Regions from separate parts of the Callithrix jacchus genome. Here region 2 is linked to region 1. A link is a contact called in public Hi-C data. All regions are on one chromosome and are shown on one strand. Each heading gives the region's core, a stretch centred on a gene start, on an enhancer-like site or on the middle of the called end of the contact. The rest is flanking DNA. Distances are from core to core; before and after follow the strand shown.

Evidence for each region. A called contact is a pair of places that touch in the nucleus more often than the background predicts.
Region 2: a contact with region 1 is called in a Hi-C map of skeletal muscle, with 5 times the contacts expected there. The contact joins two enhancer-like sites. A contact is called at or near these places in 2 of 3 Hi-C or Micro-C datasets (both in skeletal muscle).

Annotation. Positions count from the first base shown.
Region 1 is chr1:94,262,196-94,267,648 of calJac240_pri, reverse strand. It overlaps TRPM3 (transient receptor potential cation channel subfamily M member 3), which reads right to left. Exons shown (of 26, transcript XM_035264315.3): 19 at 4,960-5,088; 20 at 113-364. It overlaps LOC144581785 (a long non-coding RNA gene), which reads left to right. Exons shown (of 3, transcript XR_013533018.1): 3 at 4,984-5,453. Among named protein-coding and RNA genes, the nearest start is that of KLF9, 200 kb to the left of the region's middle. Within about 2 kb of position 2,683, at least 6 of the 16 cell types and tissues checked have an H3K27ac peak or open chromatin away from gene starts, as enhancers often do. A contact at or near this core is called in skeletal muscle, where this site is marked.
Region 2 is chr1:94,530,111-94,535,563 of calJac240_pri, reverse strand. All of the region lies in intron 24 of SMC5 (structural maintenance of chromosomes 5), which reads left to right. Among named protein-coding and RNA genes, the nearest start is that of KLF9, 72 kb to the right of the region's middle. Within about 2 kb of position 3,388, at least 3 of the 16 cell types and tissues checked have an H3K27ac peak or open chromatin away from gene starts, as enhancers often do. A contact at or near this core is called in skeletal muscle, where this site is marked.

The DNA of each region.
Region 1 (5,453 bases), core at 1,434-3,933:
GGCCATCTCATTTAGACTTTGATAGCAGGCCCAAATGTATTATTTCCCTCTATCTATTATCACCACTCTTCCTCTGAAAACTTACAACATGGAATCAAAAGATCCTACTTACCATTTTTCCAATCATCATTACATATGGGCCCAAATACTTGTTCACGCCAAAGATGTCCAGGAGACGGATGTACCAGTAAATGATGTTCACACAGTAGATGACCCTCCCATCACTCCTGAAGGGCTGGTCTTGGAGACGAAGGATCATTCCGACAGAGAACAGAAGGATGGCAATGAGGTCCGTGACATTCCAGTACTCCTGCAGCCACACCTTCACTTTCTGCAGCAACTTCCCTGGCTCTGACATCAGAATCTATAAGGCAGAAAGGAGAGCAGGGTTAGGGCTGGTTTCTGTCTGTTTTTTCAGCCCAGTTGGGAAGTGCTTGGTCTGTTGGCTGGTATTAGTAGCTTGCTTTGTCTACCAATATCTACTTAAATACTTGCATGCTATGAAAGTCCAGTTGAGCTAAGCTTAGGCGATTATTCTGCTGCAGTATTCCAGAGGCAGATATAAGCAATAATTTTGATTCTTTGGGTGGCTGTAAAATTTTAAGACACACACAAGAGTTTTGCTATAAAATTATTCAATCCCAGTGTGCCACACACCTCTGAAGTCTTCCCTCATCTCTGTAAACAGTGACAACATACTGAGTTCCTCAGGCTGCTCACTTGGGAGGACTCCTCCATTTTTCTCTTTCACATCCCACATCCTCTGCACCAAGTCCTATCACCTCTGTTTCTAAACGCAACCTAGCCAACCACTCACCACCTCCACTGCTGCTGCCCTATTCTAATGCCCGACATATCTTGCAGATTGCAGCAGCCCTCTAACTGGTATCCTTGCCATCGTCATTGCCCACTTACCCTCAACCCCTTCTCTGAGCAGCACAAGGAATGATCTTCAAAACCTGGATCTTTAAAGATTTGGCTGGTGATTACCAGGTTTTAAGCATAGGTAAAAACTCCTCAAGCTGTACCGTTATGAGTTGTGTTAACTTAGTTATAAATTATACCTCAATTGAGAAACTTATGAGACAAATGAACAACAGAAACCAAAGAAAATTATTTCAATAGTATACCTAAGCTTTCTAATGACTTCCTTACAAATAGCGAAAAATCCAAACTCCTTATGGTGGCCTCATTTCACATCCCATCATATTCTCCCTTATTCTCTACCCTGTAGCCATACTGGCCAGCTCTTAAGCATAACAAAGTTTATTAGATATTCAGAATGCTTGTACTTATTCCTTCTGTTCAGCACTTTCTTCTCCCAGATCTCTATTTGGCTACTCTTCATCCTCAAGGTCTCCAATCAAATGTCCCCTTTTAGGAAGGCCTTTCTTGACTACGTTAGCTGCAGCAGCCTTCATGTCCCCAAGTCACTTTCCAGTACCCTATTTAATTTTTTGAAGTTTTCATCACTATATGAAATCACCTTCTGTATGCTTGTATATGTATGTGTGTATGAGTATGTGTGTCTGTCTACCTACCTATCATCTATGAATCATCTATTCATCCATCTTTCCTAGACTGAAACTCTGAGGGCAGACCCTTTGTACCCCAGGTCTGTTACATATTTGTCAATAGACTGACTATCACGCAGGCACTAACAGCAATTTTCCAGTCCATTGCATATCCTAACTCCTTCATGGGACTCTTGCCTTAACTTAAACCTAGAGGGGCTACCACACATGGGTCTATGAAATGCACAGCTGGACAGCAGGCGTTGCACCCATCCTGCACCACAGACTGCCCAGGACATGAGAAGCCAGGGAACCCCACTTAGTGAAGCTGTGCACCAGGGTCACCTTCCTCAAGGGCTCGTGTTTACCTCTGAGGATTCCATCACTTCAAACCATGACCAACCCCTTTCCCCACCTGAGAACCTCTCAAAGGAGAGGAGAGAAAAGACTGGAGGCAGGTCTATCTCCAGCTATTTGTGTGAATCCTCATGTCCACTATGATGGTTTGCCTTAATCTGAAATAGTAAGGAAGACAGGTTTTAGGAAGTCAGGGCTGGGGCTTGGAAGCTGAGCAGGGTATCAGGACCTACCTGCTAATCCTATTTTTTATAGGCGGTGTCCCGCCCTAAGCTCTAGTCCAGGGGATCTAAAATTTAGTGCAAATCGGAATCACTTGGAGGGCTAGGTAAAAGTTTCTGCTTCTGTAATCCGGGGGTGGGGTGGAGAATTGACGTTTCTAACAAGTTCCCAGCTCCTGCTGGTGGCCACAGTTTGAGAACCACTGTCTGTACTCATCAGCAATCTCTGCAGCTGCTGCTGTCCTCTCACTCCCTGGCTGCATCTTAACAGAGCAAAAATCCGTGTATGTAGCTGGGAAGAGGGGGTTGATGGGCAACGCCTTGAGCTTTTCAACCCTTTGCGCACACTTTCCTAAAACTGCTAAACACAGAGGTTTGTAATATAATTTTTAAAAAGTGAAGCTTTTTTCTTTTTTTGTAAAGTCCCAACATTAAAAAAAGAGAGCAGAGCAGTCTGGGGTGAAGCAGAGGTGGATAGAGTCCCCCCTGCCTCCTCTACCTCTCAAACCGGCCCTCAGGCACCTGTCTTCAAACCCTGAAAGCCTGAGGAGTATCATGGGGGAGGAGAAGGAACAGTGAGTTTAGGGATGGATCTGTCAGGTTTCATGCTCAGTCGTCCTTTCTAGCTGTGGAATACGGGGAAATTTCTTAATTCCCGAGTCTCAGTTCCCAGACCTGTACAGTGGGATGTTCTCATAGTCATGCTATCGACCTCACAGAGTTGTGGGGAGGAGGATCCAGATGAGATAATGTCTACCCACGCACGCTGTAAACAGTGCCATGCTATTAAGGGATTACCAGGGCTGGCTTTGGTGACTCCAGGCAGAAGTATGTGGGGCTGGGAATGGGGACATCATGGGAAACCACAAAGCTTTCCTTGTGTATCCCTGGGAAGGCACCAAAGCATGCAAACTTTTCCATGTTCCCAGGACTTGCGTCTGAGCCCTGGAGGTCCTGCGTGCTGACTGTGAGGAGGCAGGAAGGCCGTGGTTTGTGGGGTCCTCACCCATTGGTCATCAAGCACCTCTTGAGTGAGTTGAGGACGGGACATGGGGGGTGGGGCACTACCTCACTGGGCCGCAAAGGAAAAGGTCAGACTCTGAAGTGGTCACCGCCTCACTCCCCACAGGAAGCGAGGACTCTTTGGTTGACCCCTTCCTGACCCCGGCCTCCAAAGCCCTGCCCTCCCTGCTATTCTATGCCTCCTTAGGGGAAATGGATATCCAGGCCTGGAGGCTCCTGGCAGCCTGCCTGTTTGGCAGCCTCTGCCAGAACAGTCCGTGGAGTACAGACTGCTCCCTGTCTTCTCCCAGTCTGGTCCCTGGAGAGACTCCAATCTCCCTGCTCGAGTCCTTCCCTTTTCTGCTTATCCTGGGGAAGGAATATGCATCTAGGCGTTAAATAGCGCAGGCACCAGCTGGCACAACACAGCCACAGGGCCTCAGCAGGAGCGGGCCTCAGTTCTCAGAGAGCTGCACAAAGACCAAAGCAAATTTATTAGTGTTTTTCAGTTTGCAAATGGGAAATCCACAACATTGGTCAAGAAGAAAAGGCACCATGAATGGGAAGACCGAAGTATAGACAACTAGCTGGAACAAGGCAAGGCATTCCATTTTTTTTTTTGAAAAAAGAAAAAAAAAAAGATCCAGGCTCTTGTCAAATGGGACTGGCATACCCACTCCTAAGTTCTCAGGATGGGGAGATGCTAGTTGGAGTTAAAATATCCCCCAAATAGTTTACAAACCCAAGAGAAGGGCTTAAAATAGACATAAAACATTTTTTATGACTTCCATACAACTGCATCTAACTTTCTCTGGAAGAGAACATTCTAGAGCTGAAACCTTGCCTTTTAACCTGTCTTTGAATTGAAGGCAAGAGTGAAGGTGTGGATTTGTAGGAGTCCTTTTTTCCTATGGTACCCAATATGTTCTCCCACTCACTGTCGTACAGCAATTAGAGTTGTTCCCGAGCTCTTAAAGACGCAGTGGACTTGACTGGGAGCATTTCCTCCAGAAAGGGCCTATCTTGCCTACTGTCATTTCAGGAAAAACGCAGAGAAATCGGCACTGCCTCCTAAGCCTGCCTTCCCTAAGGGTTGTACCTGGTGGAACAGACGCTCGTGGTGAACATTGAGCAGGGCTGCAGAGCCCTCTTGTGGACTTTCGCCTGATCACATTCTTTTTAGCAGCTCTGAATCTGATGGGCCCCGGGTTACCTCTGATTTCAAATAAACCATTTAGAGGTGGCATTTTGAAGGCTCCTATTAGGCCATAGGAATGGGGGGAGAAAAGAGGGACCCCTCGCCCACAACTTGAAGGACCTGCGTTTAGTTCATCTTGGTGGTCCCTACGGCTGGTGGAGTGTCTGGTGCCCATAAGTTGCGAGCGGAACATTGAGAAGAAAAAAAACCAGAGAATAAGGCAAATGAATGAGTGAAAGCAGAGTTCCTCCTAGAGCAGCTGAAACACATCTGGAGACTCACAGGTATGCACAGGCTGTGTCCAAAGACACCCAGAGTAAGGGGTTAAAAGGGAAGTTAAAAGTGGCAACATCTAGAAAGTCATGTATTTAGGGATAAGTAAAGATAGGTGTAAACAGCATCAAAAACAATTGGAGGCCTTCTTGGACAAAAGCTATGTTAGCAGAGAACAGACTAAATCCTAAGCACTCGGCGTGACACCCATATCACGACCACACTGTGAAGCCTCCCCAGGTTGGTCAGAGGAGCAAATCAGCAGCTGTGGTAGCTTTAGAGAAAACAGCTTCCAGCTTAATGTGCATCTCAGGCATCTTCCTGCCCCTCTGTCCACAGATAGAACTTTTAACCACTGTCCTTCTCTTATGTTTTCTTTTATAAAAGCCATTACCTCTCTCATCTTTTCTATTCCCAGGGTGAAAATATAGGAGATGACGATCCATTCCTGGGTGGACGGCCAGCGTTCCATCTTCACTAACACGATATAGTTGAAAAGCATCAGGTATCCGATATACGCCAGCTGTAAGGAAATACAATATGGTGCTCTGGCTGTTCAGGCCCAGGAGCCCCAGTAGCAGCCAAGGCCACCACACAGCAGCACAGAACAAGGTCAGCAAGCAGGACATAGAATGTAGGACAAAATGAACTTGAAGGTGCTAAACTGCCAAAAGAATTAGAAAAGACTGTAATACTTGAAATACTAGAATATGCAATCTTTCTTTTAACCCGTACATGTGTTGCTGGGGCTCTAGTGCTTTGTTTGAATCTATGTGTCACGATGCATCATTTCGTCTTGCAGTTACCCATTTTTGTGTGTGTGTTTTCTTGGCTAAAAAGGGAACCTTGGCTGTCAGTGGCTGCTCTTGCTCATGCGTGGACCTTAGG
Region 2 (5,453 bases), core at 2,139-4,638, 270 kb before region 1:
CTGGTTGTAAAAGTTAAGTCTTCTTCAATCTTGGTTGAACTTGGGTCCTTAGCAACTCTGACCATGAGTCATAGAGTTCTCATGTTAAAAGGTACTTATTACGAATCAAGGGTACAGTGGAAGAGGGTTTAATCAATCACAAGAAGTTTACTTATATGGTATCCCTGAGCTTTAATTGCAGAGTAACTTTAATTACTTTTAGAGCCTAAAGATGACTCTAGAGCCTAAGCTCTAGTTTCTCCCAGTGTTATATTTAATTTTTAAAAATTGATATGAAAATGTCTAATGTATAGTAATAATTTATGACAGATCTATTCATTTCTTCCTATTAAAAAGATTACCTTATCTCCAGTAGGAAATGGAGTTTTATGGGCCTTTAAAAGAAACTTTTATGAAACTTGATGCTATAATTGTATTGGTATTTCAAAGGGAAAGAAGCACTGGGTTTCAAGAATGGTAGCAAGACTACTTTGAAATGCTACAAGGTGGCCACTAGATGATGCAAAATGCAACCAAAAGATTGACAGAGAATAAAATCAGGTGACAAGAGTTTTTAAAGAATAACTTTGTAAAGTGTGGGGGCAGGGTTTTTTTTTTTATTTTATTTAAAGTCAATTGTATTTTACATCTTAAATTTCTAAAAGCATTTTTATAATTATTTTTAGTAAGATTTTTCTTAAGATTTCATATACTGGTTTCTACAATTTATATTTGAAATTTCTTAGTGTTATGTAAAGAGTGAGGTAAAAGCATTGATTTCTTTAAAATCATAAATGTTTTTAGAACTTAAGCCTATAGGGCCTTTCTTACATTGTTGATACACCCATTATCTTAGAAAATCTAGTTTAAACTGTTTTCTTTCAGTGCAAAAGAATTAAATGGGAAAATCATTTGTTTATCTCTAAGTTATGCTAATTAATAGAGCCAAACAAATTCTCTTCTTTTAAAAAATAAATTTTGTAAGAAAATGGACAGTCCAAGGTCATGTCTTTGAACAGTGGATTGGACTGTGCCAGTAATGACAATTTTTTTTTGGCTTGCTTGCCTGAATAAATTGAAGAATTGCATTCACTTTGAGTTTTGCACATTGTTAAGTAGCCATTTTAGTTTATAGTCTTATTAGGTCAAAAAATAATGAACCATAAGTTTATGTCCTCTCATTTAGACATTTTTTTTTTAAAAAGGTATTGTCTTCTTTATAAAATGTTAAGAGCCTTCCCATCTTAAACTAACTCCAATGCATGAAGTACGAAAATTTTTTTAAATATTTTTTTTTTTACTTTTTCTTTTTGCCACAGAAAGAATATAACCTAGGATAAAATGACATTTTTACTAATTTGAGCAAGTCATGTAAACATTGAAGAACTTGGTAACATATTAGTAAATGGATATTACCAAATGCTTTTGTTAATTACTTTGTTTTCCACGAAAATACTTTTACTAAAATGTGCTTGGTGTAGTTTATTGTCTTAATTACTACCAGTCATCTTATTTCTGCAAAATGAGCATCAATGTGAAAAAGAAGTGTGAAGAGTAAGCATGTTTGAAAATCAAATGGTCAATTACATTTCAGTTTGCATAGGCCAGCAATTATTCCATATTTTGTTTGTAAACATTTAATTTCTCTACTGGACAAAATTAATATTGGTTTTATGTTGAATTTTGAGCTGTGAAGAATAAATTATGTAGCACATAGTCTCAGCCACTTAAAACTTTATTTTCTGCTAAAGTTGATTTTTAATTACATAAAAATTGTAAAAACTTCTAGTAAAAACTCGATTTGGTGAATACAATGATATTTAAAACCTTAAGGTGACAAGCATTTTGGATGCCAAATTGTCATTGTTTTGCCTGGGAAGAGTCTCTGTTAAAAGGATTTTCATACTCAAAGTAAAAGGAAAGATTTCTTACTGTTTTCTAATTGTCTTTTGGACACACGCTTGTTTTCTTTGGGGCATAAACCTTTAGATGTGAAAAATGTAATTTCATTCTGCTGTTGTGTGTGCGTGTGTGTATGTAATTGAAAAAAACTGTGGGAAATTGTTTTGTTGGTAATAAATCAATATTTTCATATTCTTTTGGTGTATGTTATTTTAAGTGAGAACTTTTTTTTATACTCTGAACCTTTAAGTGTCATTTTGGTTTTCAGATTTACTAAAAAAATAAGTCTGTTGAGTACCTACCATTTACAAAATAGTGTTCAGCAGTCTAGTTCAAAAGGTTAGAAAATTTAGTCCCTGGTCTGCCTGCAATGAAATCACAGTCTAATAGAAGCAATAAACACTTATGGAGAAAAAGGGCCTACACTAGTTAAAGAAGCCAAGTTACAAGGCCAAGTATTCATCAGAGAGGTTGCTACATAGGTTAATTGTTTTTGGGTTTAAACACTAAGTTTGCTAACAGCATGCCCAGTAGCCAATTTTGACTTACTACTCTTGTTAAGCTACTATATTAAATAATTTTTTAAAATTTATTTTTTAATCAGCCCATCTTTTTCACTTAAAAGTTGCTTGATAGTCTCATTGAAATGAGGATCATACCTAATTCACAGGGTGGTTGAGAGGAGACAATAGGATCGGGGCCTCTGTGGGCACATAGTGTGATAGTGAGCACATTATTAATGCTTACATGCCTTGTATTTTAAATCTTGAAAAATGTACCTTGAGTTTTATACATTCAAGTCTGATCATTCTAAATAAAGTGAATGTAGAGATTAACTGTTTTGTAGTCTTGATAAATTGTGTCAGTTCATAGGACGCAAATACGTACAGACTTTGAGCACTGAGCAGTACAGATATTTTTATAGATCTTGTTACCTTGTTAAGTTTAAATATGTTAGAGCTTCACTAAAGATATTCCATCTCATTATTTTATATTGATATATACTTTTGAAAATTTGTAATTAATAGAGTTTACACATTTGAGAGATTTGACTGTGTTGACAATTCAGGCTTTTTATTTCCACCAAAAAGGTTAGGTATAGGAGACTTTATTTTTTAATGTTGAATTATAACTTTGTTTATTGCTGTAAAATAATTTCCTGGTGATAGGCTGGAAGAGTTAGATATTTTCCAAAAAGCCAGCTTTGTATAATCCGAAAGAGAGAGAGAGCAGGACTCCTCTGGTTAGCTTCATTCTAAGCTGCGCTAAGAGGACTCGGTGAAGCTGAGGGCAACCTAAAAACAGCTCTGACCCTGCGTTTATCAGAGAGGCTGCAACATAGGTTAGTTATTTTTAGGTAGGTCAGAAAGACCTGAAATATGTTGTCCTTCCACGAATAGTACCTTACTTGTCTGACCATGCTTTTGTTAGTAAAATTCCGTTTCCTTTTGCCTCTTAGGAGCATGTTAACACACTGTTGGCATTCAGGACCATGTGTTTAGAGTGAAGGTTGAGGGGACAGGGTGCCAAGAGGGCCACTTGACCATTCCTGCCAAATTTTCAGTAAGGAGTATGTTAAAAGAATTCCGGTGAAGGAAAGATTTGGGACAGGCTTCCCAATGAATGTTACAGAATGGTAAATTTTACATTCCTTTCATATTATTTAGAATTTCTTTTTAAAAAGAGGTGGGGTCTTGGTATGTTGCCCAGGTTGTGTCAAACCAGCCCCAAACAATCCTGCCTTGACCTCCCAAAGTGCTGGATTACAGGTCTGAGCCACCGTGCCCTGCCTAGATTTTTAATTTAGTTCCAGTGATCTCTGACAATGTGAAATCCTGTACCATCAGAAATTAGTTGTTAGATTTAGGAGGGACCTCCTCAGTGGTTTAGCCTGTCCCCTTCTTTTCAGTCAGAAATCATGGAAAGAAGTTATTGATAAATTTTTGTTGGTTTGCCTTTTTGTTTTGTTTTCCTGTTTTTTTTTCTCCTTTGAGGCGGAGTTTTGCTCTTGTTGCAAAGACTGGAGGGCAATGGCCTGATCTCAGCTCACTGCAACCTCCTCCCAGGTTCAAGCAATTCTCCTACCTCAGCCTCTTGAGTAGCTGGGATTACAGGCGCCCACCACCATGCCCCGCTAGTTTTTGTATTTTTAATAGAGATGGAATTTCACCATGTTGGCCAGGCTGGTCTCGAACTCCCGACCTCAGGTGATGTGCCTGCTTCGGTCTCCCAGATTGCTGGGATTACAGGCCTGAGCCACCATGCCCAGCCTCAAGTTCTTACTGTTGGTAAATGGCAGAGGTGAGACTGAATAACTGGGTCCAACGTTTTTGTTTTGTTTTGTTTTTTTTTTTTCTAAGAAAATACCATCATGCCTTGCTATGAAACTACCTTAGCTTTTTGAGTTGTTGGAGTTATACCATAAGTAGTCCATACTTACGTAATTAACTTCCTTGTGGATAAGATACTGCTTCTCCAATATGCCTCCAAATTAGGTACAGATTTCTTCTTCTGTAACAAAGCCCAAAATATAATATATACAAGATAGAAGCTTTTTGTTAACAGAGCATAAATAAGCATGCTGGAGCTGATAGGCTGACTCCTCTCTCAACTTCTCTGTTGGTTGTTCTGCTCTCCTCAGGAACGTGTGGATTCCCTCTCATAGCCCAAGATGGCTGCTTTAGTTCTTGCCAGCATATCTGTATCCAAACCATCTAAGGAATAAACAGCCAGCACTGTAGCTCATGCCTGTAATCCCAGCTACTCCAGAGACAGGCGGGAGGATTACGAGGCCAGGAGTTCAAGATCAGACTGAGCAACATGGCAAGACCCTGGCTCAAAAAAAAAAAAAAAAGAGGGACAAAAAAAGACAGGGACAAGGGGAGACCGTGACCACTTCTTTTAAGAGCATGATCTACAAGAGGTACACATTACTTTTGCTCTTCTCCAGGACATAGCTACATGGTCTGAGCTAGCTGCAAGAGAATTGAGTATGTCATCTTAGGTGTATGGCTATGTGCATACACAAACTCCAGCCACCCTGTTACTCAGGAAGGGGAGGGTGAATATTGGAGGACAGTCAGGAGTCTGCCACAAGACCCAAGAAATAAGTAATTATCCTATGGGCCTACTGACAAGGTATTCAAAGCAAGGACCTGGTAGCTTTTCCATCACACTCGTAAAAATCCAGTCATCACAGCCTTCAAGGTTCCTACTTATTAACCCTGCCTACCCCATCTGAAGTCACACTCCTGTGCCACTCTGCTGTCTTATAAATGTTCTTTCTTCATAGCCTTTGTCACTGTTTACCATTATATATTTTGTCTTCTCCATTAAAATATAAGTTCTCTGAAGGCAGAGACTTTGTTGTATTGATTGCTTCCATCCCAGGACCTAGAAAAATGCTGAGCACAGAGTAAGCACTCGGTAACTAGCACGAAAGAGTGAACGCTCCTTCTTCCAACACCAAGAGTGATTTGAGCATATTCCATTATTCATTTAATTCTTATTTACCTGCCCTGTAAGCAAAGCACTAGACTACATAGTTTGAGGAATGAAAAGTATGGCCTGCA